Regions from separate parts of the Sus scrofa genome. Here region 1 is linked to region 2. A link is a contact called in public Hi-C data. All regions are on one chromosome and are shown on one strand. The core of a region is the stretch at or near the end of the contact, and the rest is flanking DNA. Distances in the headings are between cores, read along the strand shown. Region 1 overlaps ARHGAP1 (rho GTPase-activating protein 1). Region 2 holds the start of F2 (coagulation factor II, thrombin).

Region 1 (5,175 bases), core at 836-3,335, 36 kb after region 2:
CCCCCTAAGTGTGGTCAGACCAGTGACAAGCAGTCCCTGCCCTGCCCCCAAGCATTGCCGCCCCTCCCCATGACTTGGGCAGATCCTTAGCCATGTCAGTTGTGGAGTCACACAGGTCCCTGCTCTGGCCTGGGGTGACTCAGTGCCTCAGGATCTGTGGTGGCTCCTTAGTCCAGTTGTGAACCCCTGGAGGGACTGGGCAGAGACTCTGCTAGTTAGATCAGCCCCTGGTGGTAAGTTCTAGCAACTTCTTCCCGACTCTGATGATGATGGATAGCCCTCTTTCCAGCTGTGTCCCTTCCTGGTGAACCCCATTGCCACAGAGCCTGTACCATGGGGGTCCTCACTGACCAGCCCTGCCCCATTTGTGAACCAGGTGTGGCCTGGGCCTTGACCTCACTGGGCTCTCTCCCCAGGGCACTAGCATGTCAGGATTTGGGGCCTGGCATGGCTGCTGGTTCCCCATCAGTCCCTTTGTCTCCAGTCCAGGCCCGGGCTTCTGCTTTCTGCCTTCCTTGGTATATCAGGTGTCACTCACAACCCCACTTACTGGGGAGCTTCGTGGATCTATTTGGTCTCTCCGCCCCTCCCCCCACTGGTCTTTACCCCGGGGTAGGGGGCTCATACTGTGAATCAAGTGTTCACATTCACACTTAGTGACTTCCTTGGCACCAATCATGTATTTCACCTTTGCACTTTTTATATTTCAATAAAAAAGGAGTTCAAAACTACCCATCTGGCTGTTAAGGAAGTACATGGAGGCTCAGAACTGGGTGGGAGGTGTGTGGTTGCGGAGGAGCAGATGGGGCCTCAGGAAGTCGCCTCCCCAGTCCACATCACCCCTTCCTCATCCTGCTCACTCTTGAGCGGTATTAAGTCAGGGACTGAACCTATGCTATAGCAGTGACCCAACCCACGGCAGTGAACACTGGATCCTTAACACAGTGAACTGTGGTGGACCAGCAGGGGCTTTAGGGTCAGACCAGGGTTTGAATCCTCATTCCCTCACTTACCACCAGCTCTAACTGGCAACTGTCATGTAATCTCTGAGACTGATTTTTCATGTCTCTAAAGATCAGAAATACACCTGCCTGTCCCTACGTGCAGGGGATGGATTCTAGCCACCCCCCACCCCAGCACACGATACCCAAATCCAAGGATGCTCAAGTCCCTTATGTTGTAGTATCTGCAATGTAACCTACGCACATCCTCTCTTTAAATCGTTTCTAGATTACTTATCTAACACAGTGTAAATGCCATGGAAATACTGCCAGCATGCAACAAATACAAGTTTTGCTTCTTGGAACTTCCTGGCATTTTTTTTTCCCAAATATTTTTTCTTTTCCTCCGAGGTTGGGGGAGCTCTCGGATGTAGAACCTACAACTGTGAGGGCCAACTGTAAAGTCTACGCTGTAACAGAATAGGTGCCCACTGGGAACTAGAATGATGGTCATTTCATAGATGAGCCAGGGTAGCAATCTGACCTCACCTCCTAACCATTCTGGACCTCCTCATCCTCCCCCCAGCCTGACAGCCTCGGCTGTTTCCACCTGCCACCTAGTCCCATGGAGGCTATGGAGGATCCAGCTTTCCTTTCTTCTCCTGAGCATGCTTTGCTTTGCTTTAAAGGGTTAAGATGGTAACATTTCCATGTATTTTACCACAAGTTTAAAAAGTGGTTTGTCACAGGGCGGGTAGGCCAAAATTTCAGTGGGCACAGTTGTCAAGTTCCAGCTGTTTGCCTGCTGACTGCAATCGGGAGGCTCTAAAGGCACCAGTCAGGCCTGTTCTTTTTTCTCCTCTTTGCTTGTTTGGGCTGGGGAAGCCCAGACCAAAGCTGCAGGATCAAGTGGTGCTAACACAATGGTTACGTACACAGGCACTGAGCCCCCAAAAGCCAGTCCTGCTGCGCAACTGTGACCATCGTCCAGGTAGCTCAGAGAGAAGGTGGCCTGTCTCCCTGGCTCTGCTCAGCTCTAGCTGGGGACTGTTTAGAACAGAGGGGCAGTGACCCTGGGAAATGAGATGGGGCTCTCGGGAGAGCTGTTTACTCGGGCTGGATTCCTGGCAGGGCCTCTGCAGAGTGACTCAAAAGCCAGTTTACCCTCGCCTTGGCAACAGTAAGTCTCTGGGGGCAGAGTGTAGGGACACGGCTTAAAGGGGCAGAACACGTCAGACATGAGGCAACTAAACACTGTGCTTTTGGGGGACCTCGACTGAAGGTGAGGACTCTGAGGACAATCTTTCAACCATTTCTGACCCAGGGGTTGGGTGCACAGTCAGGTATAACGGTCGACGTCAATATGCAGTTCACTAACGAGCCAAGACTCCCAGGACCCATAAAGGCAGCAGTGGGCAGGCCCATTCTTTTCAGCCCCAGGTTTGGGCTGAATTTAGAATTTTCTTTTTTGGCCATACCTGTGGCATGCAGAAGTTCCTGGGCCAGAGATGGAAACCATGCCACAGCAGTGACCTGATCCACTGCCAAGACACTGTCAGATCCCTAAGCTGCTGAGCCACAGAACTCCTGAATTAAGAATTTTCTAACTGGCCCTCTTCTGCCCTGGGGCCTGGCTTCAGCCTGAAGGGCGTGGGAGGCAACCAAGACAGCACTTGCCCAGGCCTGTCAGCCTCTGGTCTCTAGAACCACCTCTGTCTCTGTCTCCAGTTCCACCTTCCACTCCCTCCCCCCTGCCCCCCATCTCCCTCCAAACCAGGAAGAAGGAGCTGGCTTTGCCAGGGCTGACACCTGTCGAGGAAGCCCCCAGGGGGCTCTTCTACTTCTCCTGGATCCTCAGAGACCAGCCCGGTGCCCTGGCTCGAGCTGTCTGTCAGATCAGGGCAGCTAAGCAAACTGCACAGGCCCTGAACTTCCCCCGTTCCTTCACCCAGTCTCTTCCCTTCTGTTGGGTTTGCTCAGTCACAACCCCTCACACCAGATCAGCAAACATCCCCGGCAGCCTGGGGAGTGCCCCACCCCCTGCCCGGCCTCTGCAGAGACCTGCCAGTTGTCCTTCCCTCTGAGCCAAAGGCTGCAGCCGCCCAGGGTGAGAGGTGAGCCGTGCTGTGGGAGGAGAGAGAGCTGAAGGTAATGGCCTACCTACCGTTCTGAGGATTTTACTATGGGCCTCTTCACACATTCACGTCTACTTCAGATGCATCACGTCACTGAGTACTCACACACAACCCCTGAAATGAGAACACTACAGCCAAGGCAAAGGAGGCTCTAGGAGGTTTCCTGACCAGCCCAAGGTCCCAAGACTCCAAACAGCCTGCCTGGCTCCGAAGCCTCGCTGTGCTTCACGGGGCCCGCTCTTCCTTCCATGGAGCCTGCTGGCAACCCGGGCCTGCACAGAAGTGGGAGAAAGTGGGCTAGGTTTTTAGACAACTTGCAGGACAGGACGCTGTAAAGTACAGAAAAAGTTTATTGGAAATCTCCTGAATACATTTTAAAGTATAGCTCAATATTTCCAAATAAAGTCGGCTGGAGGACGGGGAGGGGCTCTCCCCACCTGGAGACACGACTGGTCCCAGCCCTGTCCCGGGGGTGCTGCGCAAGTCAGTCTAGGGCTCATACCTTTCACTGTACAGGGCTGAGGGGCAAGGGCCGGCCTTGACAGTTGCTCTGCTCCTCCCAGGCTCAGCTCAAAGTCAGGGCTCAGTCTCCCTGGCCTCTCACTGATGGGATCCTGAAGAAAGGCTGCTGCCTGCAGAGGCCCACAATTAGAGACACAGAGGGAAACGAAGAGGCCTTGGAAGGAGGGCAGCAGCTGAGATACTGGGGTGGGGGTGGGGAGCAATCAGGAACTTACCAGGGCCTTCACCCTTCTCAGTTCTAGGGCCTTGGGGGTGAACCTGGACTGGTTTATCAGGCCATGAGCGTGTTCTGGCCCAAAGATAGGAGGGCCAGCTGAATGCTGATACTGGGAATATTTCTTTGTGGCAGGAAAATGTGTGCACAGGGGCAGGGCTTGGCCCGAGACAGTGTCGGAGCTGACCCCAGCCCTGAGATCAGCCTTTTTGGCTGTCACATGCACTTACTAATAAACAAATGAGGGCCACCTGCTCCGCTGCAGAACAGCTGCTGCCAATGAACACCCCAGGTGGGCCAGGAGGAGTGGGGTGGGCCTAGTTCTCCTCGGCCGGAGCTACAGTTTAGGGAGTGAGGAACAGATGGTCAGTGGGCAAGGCCAGGCCCTCAACTTCCTCAAGTAATAATACCTGGAGAGTTAACTCAACCGTATGCCCAGCTTTGGTTTCTAACAAGGAGCCAATCCAACTAGCAAACCTCAGGGCAGCATCCAGACCCTGGGGATAAAGACAGGTGGGGGCCAGGCTCAGGCAGAAGGAAGAAAAGGCCTGTAACTCAGCCTCTAGAAACAGGAACAAGGAAGGGGTGCCTGTCTGGCCTTCCCTGGGACACTGTGCCTCTTGGGCTCTACATGTGGCACAACTCTGGGGAGTCATCACGTCTTGCACCCAAGACTTCCTGGGCTGCCAGAACAGAGCCAGTCTCTCTGGAGAAGCTAGGAGATTCAAGGTTCTCCCAGGAGCATGTACATGTCCAAGGCAGAGCCTGTTTTCAGTTCAAATGCAGCAATTCTGGGAGGTTCTGTTGCCCTCAGATAGCCCCGGTCTTGGATCCCACCTTATATGTACATGGGAAGGCAGGTCCTCAGAGCAGCAGCCCGGAGTCTGAGGAACCTCCACAGGAGGAGGGGCTGCCCCCCCCGAAGAGGCCCTCCACCTTCCTCAAGTGAAAACATCTAACCTCAAACATATTTTCTCTATAAAATAGCTGATTTCTCTGAAAGTAATAAATATTCACCGTGTTCTATAGCCAAGGAGCAGCAACAGGGGAAGGGAGGAGAGGAAAGAGAAGGAGCTTTGCCATGACGCCAATGACGGAATCCTAGAGACTTAGGATTTTGCTTCCACGCAGCTGAGCAGGCAGCCGCCAGGGCTGCTCGGATGGGCTGGCACAGCCTTGAAGGGTGGGAATGGCTGACTTCAGAGTTCTCATCACCTTGGGCAGGAGGCCTGCCATATTATGAAAAACACAGGCAAGGGGTGGGGGGCGGGGGTGGGTAGGAAAATACCAGAATTAAAGGAGAAAAAGACCCTGAAGGAGAGCTTCCTTCCTCCTCCCAGCACTCTCTCCATCCTACTCCTGC
Region 2 (4,988 bases), core at 702-3,201:
ATGTCAGATGCCAGAGGCCACCACCCTTGGGCCACAACTCCTCACCCACCCCTACTGTGCTCTTTTCCAAGGCTATCCCCTCATATCCTGTCCCCCCAACCCCCATGTCAGTTCCTTACCTTCCAGACATTCAACCAGCTTTTCTCGAGATTTCCTCACTGACTCACAAGCTGGAAAAGACCCAGAAAAACCACTGAGATCAAGGCAGAGACAGGATGGGTTCAAGCGAAGGGTAGATGGGATGACATTCAGAAACAGAGATGGGCAGATAGATAGAAGGGAGAGACCTGGGTGGAGGCAGGGATGCCTGGATGGACCAGAAGGGTCTCAGGGACGGAGCATTCTCTCTCTGGGGTCCCCAGACTCCCTTCTTGGAGCAAACCCTTCCCAGTGCTCACCTGTGTACTTGGCCCAGAATGCATCCTGAAAAACAAGGGCTGAGAGTGAGGCTGTGGCAGGATCCTGCTTTGTTTTTTTAGTAAACTTTCTGCCTTCTTAGACCATCCTCTTTCCCTTACCCTGGTCACGCAGGGCTGGCTCTGGGGAGGTTGTGGCAGAGTTTCCTAATTTTTTTCCCAAAAACCCAAGTATTTGAGGAGAGAGGAGCCCCCCATCTTCTGTTGGCCAAGGCTGAAAGGGAATCTCCTGGTGGGGGTGGACTGGAGGAGAGGGGCCCAGGCAGAGCCTCCGGGAAGGGGAAGCTGGTCTCTGGGCCTGACCAGACACCCACCTCCCAAGGGGGCACACAAGTCACAGCAAAACTAAAGCTGGAGTTCCCGTCGTGGCTCAGTGGTTAATGAATCCGACTAGGAACCATGAGGTTGCAGGTTCAATCCCTGGCCTTGCTCAGTGGGTTAAGGATCTGGCGTTGCCGTGAGCTGTGGTGTAGGTTGCAGATTCGGCTTGGATCTCGCGGTGCTGTGGCTCAGGTGTAGGCCGGGGGCTACAGCTCCAATTCGACCCCTGGCCTAGGAACCTCCATATGCCACGGGAGCGGCCCTAGAAAAGACAAAAAGACAAAAACAAAAACAAAACAAAACAAACACTAAAGTTGATAGGCTACGTGTCCAGGACTGGGGGCTCTAGTGACCCCAACATAGACAGATGTTTGAAGACCGGGGAGGACCCCTGACATGCTGAAGCCTCACCAGACCCCAGGACCCTGACACAGCCCAAGTGACAGGGCCTCCCAGAGGCTGAGCTGCTCATCATGGCAGCCCAGTGAAACAGGGCCCAGAGATGAAGATAAGAGCTGCCAGGTTCCGCACCCCCCTCCTTTGTGCTCTTGCAGCTGGGGTCTCCCTCTCGGGGGAGCTCACCGTTTCACTGGGAGACTCCAGGGCCTCGTAGGCCTCCTCGCGGCTGCACTGCTCCTCCACGCACTCTCGCTCCAGGTTGCCCTTCCGCATCTCCTCGAAGAAGCCGCTGTTAGCGCGTCGGGCCCGCTGGAGCAGCGACAGTGCTTGCTGAGGGGCCATGAACACTGCGGGAGGAGGGGCGTGGGACAGTGGCCTCTGGGAGCCAGGTTGTCTTGGCCACCATGGGGGCAGGAAGCAAGCCTGGCCTGCCTGCTGGCTTCCAAAAGGGAGATTCTGGGATGGCGGCTGCCCCCCAGAGGCTGCTAACAGCAGCCCACTAGCACCCCTCCTTTCACAGGTCAGCCCCAGCCCTCTCCCGGTATTGCAAGAGGAGAAGCAGTCCCTGTCTGTCCAGCCCTGAGCACCCGGCTCCTTCCCTCAGCTGGACACCGTGAGCTGAGACCCGGCTGGGGGCCGGCGCCGTGTTCTTTGTCGAGCCAGGAGACCCCAGCCCCCTGGCCCACATCCCAGTCTGCCGGTCTGTCCCAGCTTCCAGGCCCCCCTTACCATGCTGGCTGTGCACAAGGCTAACGAGGACAGCCAGGGCCAAGCAGCCAGGAAGCCACAGGCCTCCGACGTGCGCCATAGTGTGTCGGCTCCCAGGACTCTGAGGGCTTTTCCTGACCCCTCTGGGTTAATGTTGAACTAACATGAAGAAATCAGCTGGGAGACAGAGGTCAGCGGGTCAGGGCCATGGGGACAAGTGGATAGATAGTTCACTCCCGCCACCTGGGAGGACAGGTCCTCCTGGGACCAGGGATGGATGGTCTGGGACGGAGTCGTGTAGCAAAGATCAACGTAACCACCATTGTCCAGCCCCTCCCTCCCGGAGGCACGGGCCAACCTAGGCCAGTGGGGTCACGAGCTCTTCCCAAGTCTCCTTCCAATCCTAACACATGCACAGGTGGTGGTTGCTTTGATCCCTGTGGGCCTCGGTTTCCTCATCTGTAAAATGGGATGAGTATCTTATTGTGAGGACTAAAGGAGATTATAAATACATAGCAAGAGCTTAATAATCATCTACATGGATGTAAACCAGCGAGGAGGTATGTGTCATCACCACGCACAGATGTGAGAAAACAGAGGCAAGGGAGCAGCCAGCTGAGAGCTGCTACCTTGTCCCAGGTCACACTGGGCTGGACCTTGGCCCCAGCCTCTCCGCCCTGATGAGGGTCCCATTTCCCCTCTTCCTCGTCTGGAAGCCCTGGAGGCATGTTTGTGAGTGCTGGTTGCCTAAGAGGAGGAGCCAGGCCCAGGGCCTCTCTGGCTTCTGGTCTGCTTTCTCTCCCAGGACTTGCGGCCTGCCCCGGAGTAGGTATATGACTGTCTGCCTGGGGCCAGACCTGGAGTGGCTACTGGTCCCACACTACTCCTTGCCCAGCTCTGCTCCCATCTCTCCCCCACTTCCTGTTTGCAGTATGAAAGGTAAATATTAGTCCTGGGTCGAACTGGGACAAAGGGCCAAAGAGCAGGAACACAGGGAGTACAGGTTCTTGTCCTGCAGTCCCTTGGGCCTGGCTGTTCAGGGTCTGGGCCTCGGTCATGTACAATCTGGGAAGACCACAGGGAGGGGCCTGGTGCAAAACAGGGGAGAGGGTTGGCAGAGAACTGGGGGCCAGGAACCCCACAAATCAGCTTAATTCCTGGGTGGTCTACTTCATATATATATATCCATTCCTACTTTTCAATTTTTTTTTTTTTTTTTTTAGTGTCGCACCCCGTGGCACATGGAAGTTACCAGGCTAGGGGTTGAGTCAGAGCTTCAGCTGCCAGCCTACACCATAGCCACAGCAACACCAGATCAGAGCCATGTTTGAGGCCTACACCATAGCTCATGGCCACATCGGATCCTTAACCCACTGAGTGAGGCCGGGGATCAAATTCGTATCCTGTCAGGTTCCTTACCACTGAGCCACAACAGGAACTTCTCAGTATGTTTTTTAAATTGATGTTCAGCTTATATACAGTAATGCTTAAACAACTCCTAAGTGTTTAACTGAAAATTTTATGCATACACCCATGTAACCACCACCAGATCAAGAAAGGGAACATTTCCAGCCCCCAGCAGACTCTTCTGAGTCTGAAATAACTGCGATTCTAACCTACTTTGTTTTTTTTTGTTTTTTTTTTTTGTCTTTTTGCCTTTTCTAGGGCTGCTCCCACGGCATATGGAGGTTCCCAGGCTAGGGGTCTAATTGGAGCTGTAGCCAAAGGCCTATGCCAGAGCCACAGCAACTAGGGATCCGAGCCGCATCTGGAATCTACACCACAGCTCACAGCAACGCCAGATCCTTAACCCACTGAGCATGGCCAGGGATTGAACCCGCAACCTCATGGTTCCTAGTCGGATTCGTTAACCACTGAGCCACAACGGGAACTCCTGTTTTTTTTTTTTTTTTGGTTTTTTTTTTTTTTTTTTTGTCTTTTTGCTTTTTGTAGGGCCGCTCCCGCGGCATATGGAGGTTCCCAGGCTAGGGGCTAACCTACTTTGGAACTTCATATAACTGGAAACTAGCAGCATATACCTGTTTCTGTCTGGCTTCTCTTGCTTAGCATGTTTCTGAGGTTCAGGACTGTTGTATCAGCAGTCTGTTCCTTTTAAAGCTGCGCAGTATTTCACTGCATGAATATTGCAATTTTATTTATCCATTCACCTGTTGATAGGCATGTGGATTAGTTTCCATTTGGGCTACAATGAATAGTGCTGCCGTGACTATTCATGTGCAGGTCTTTGGGTGCAGATAAGTGCTGATTTCTGTTGGGTACATGCCCGGGAGTGGATTTTCTGGGTCATAAGGCAGGTATATGTTTTGATTAAGTTGTGTTGACACAAAGTTGTTCTGGGTGGTTGTACTGGTTTATACCCCCACCAGCAATCCTACCAACCTCTATCCATTTCACATCAACTACTCCGATGGATGTGCAGGTGTCTCGCGATGGTTTTTGTTGTTGTTTTTTGTATATTTAATCTGTTTCTGTATTTCTTTTTTTTCCCCTTATTTTTTAACACTTAAAATTGTAGTTGGGAGTTCCCATCGTGGCTCAGTGGTTAACGAATTCAACTAGGAACCATGAGGTCGCGGGTTTGATCCCTGGCCTTGCTCAGTTGGTTAAGGGTCTGGCATTGCCGTGAGCTGTAGTGTAGGCCGCAGACAAGACTCAGATCCTGTGTTGCTATGGCTCTGGCGTAGACTGGTGGCTACAGTTCCGATTAGACAGACCCCTAGCCTGGGAACCTCGGTACGCCGTGGGTGAGGCCCTAGAAAAGGCAAAAAGACAAAAAAAAAAAAAAAATTATAGTTAATTTACAATGTTGTGTCAATTTTCCCATTGTGGTTTTAATTTGTATTCCCTGTTGACCAATGATGTTGAGCCTTTTTTTTTTTTTTTTCTTTTTCCTTGGAGTGGAATGGTGAAAAGTTCTCACTTCACTAATTTCTTTAAAAATTCCCTATCAGGGGAGTTCCCGTTGTGGCTCTGAGGTTAACGAACCTGACTAGTATCCATGAGGATGTCAGTACAATCTGTGGCCTTGCTCAGTGGGCTAAGGATCCATTGTTGCCATGAGCTGTGGTGTAGGCCAGCAGCTCTAGCTCCAATTTGACCCCTAGCCTGGGAGCTTCCCTATGC

The links. A called contact is a pair of places that touch in the nucleus more often than the background predicts.
Region 1: a contact with region 2 is called in a Hi-C map of skeletal muscle, with 2.0 times the contacts expected there. The contact joins the enhancer-like site here to the promoter of F2 in region 2. A contact is called at or near these places in 1 of 5 promoter capture datasets (liver), 6 of 47 Hi-C or Micro-C datasets (embryonic fibroblasts, liver and skeletal muscle) and 1 of 2 datasets of contacts at active chromatin or transcription factors (skeletal muscle).

What each region holds. Positions count from the first base shown.
Region 1 is chr2:15,853,451-15,858,625 of Sscrofa11.1, forward strand. ARHGAP1 (rho GTPase-activating protein 1) reads left to right here. Exons shown (of 13, transcript XM_003122825.5): 13 at 1-731. It overlaps ATG13 (autophagy-related protein 13), which reads right to left. Exons shown (of 17, transcript XM_005660949.3): 17 at 3,409-5,175. Among named protein-coding and RNA genes, the nearest start is that of ZNF408, 21 kb to the left of the region's middle. Within about 2 kb of position 2,086, at least 48 of the 83 cell types and tissues checked have an H3K27ac peak or open chromatin away from gene starts, as enhancers often do. A contact at or near this core is called in embryonic fibroblasts, liver and skeletal muscle, where this site is marked.
Region 2 is chr2:15,817,172-15,822,159 of Sscrofa11.1, forward strand. F2 (coagulation factor II, thrombin) reads right to left here and starts at 1,952. Exons shown (of 14, transcript NM_001122985.1): 1 at 1,866-1,952; 2 at 1,320-1,483; 3 at 399-423; 4 at 120-170. The coding sequence starts at 1,944.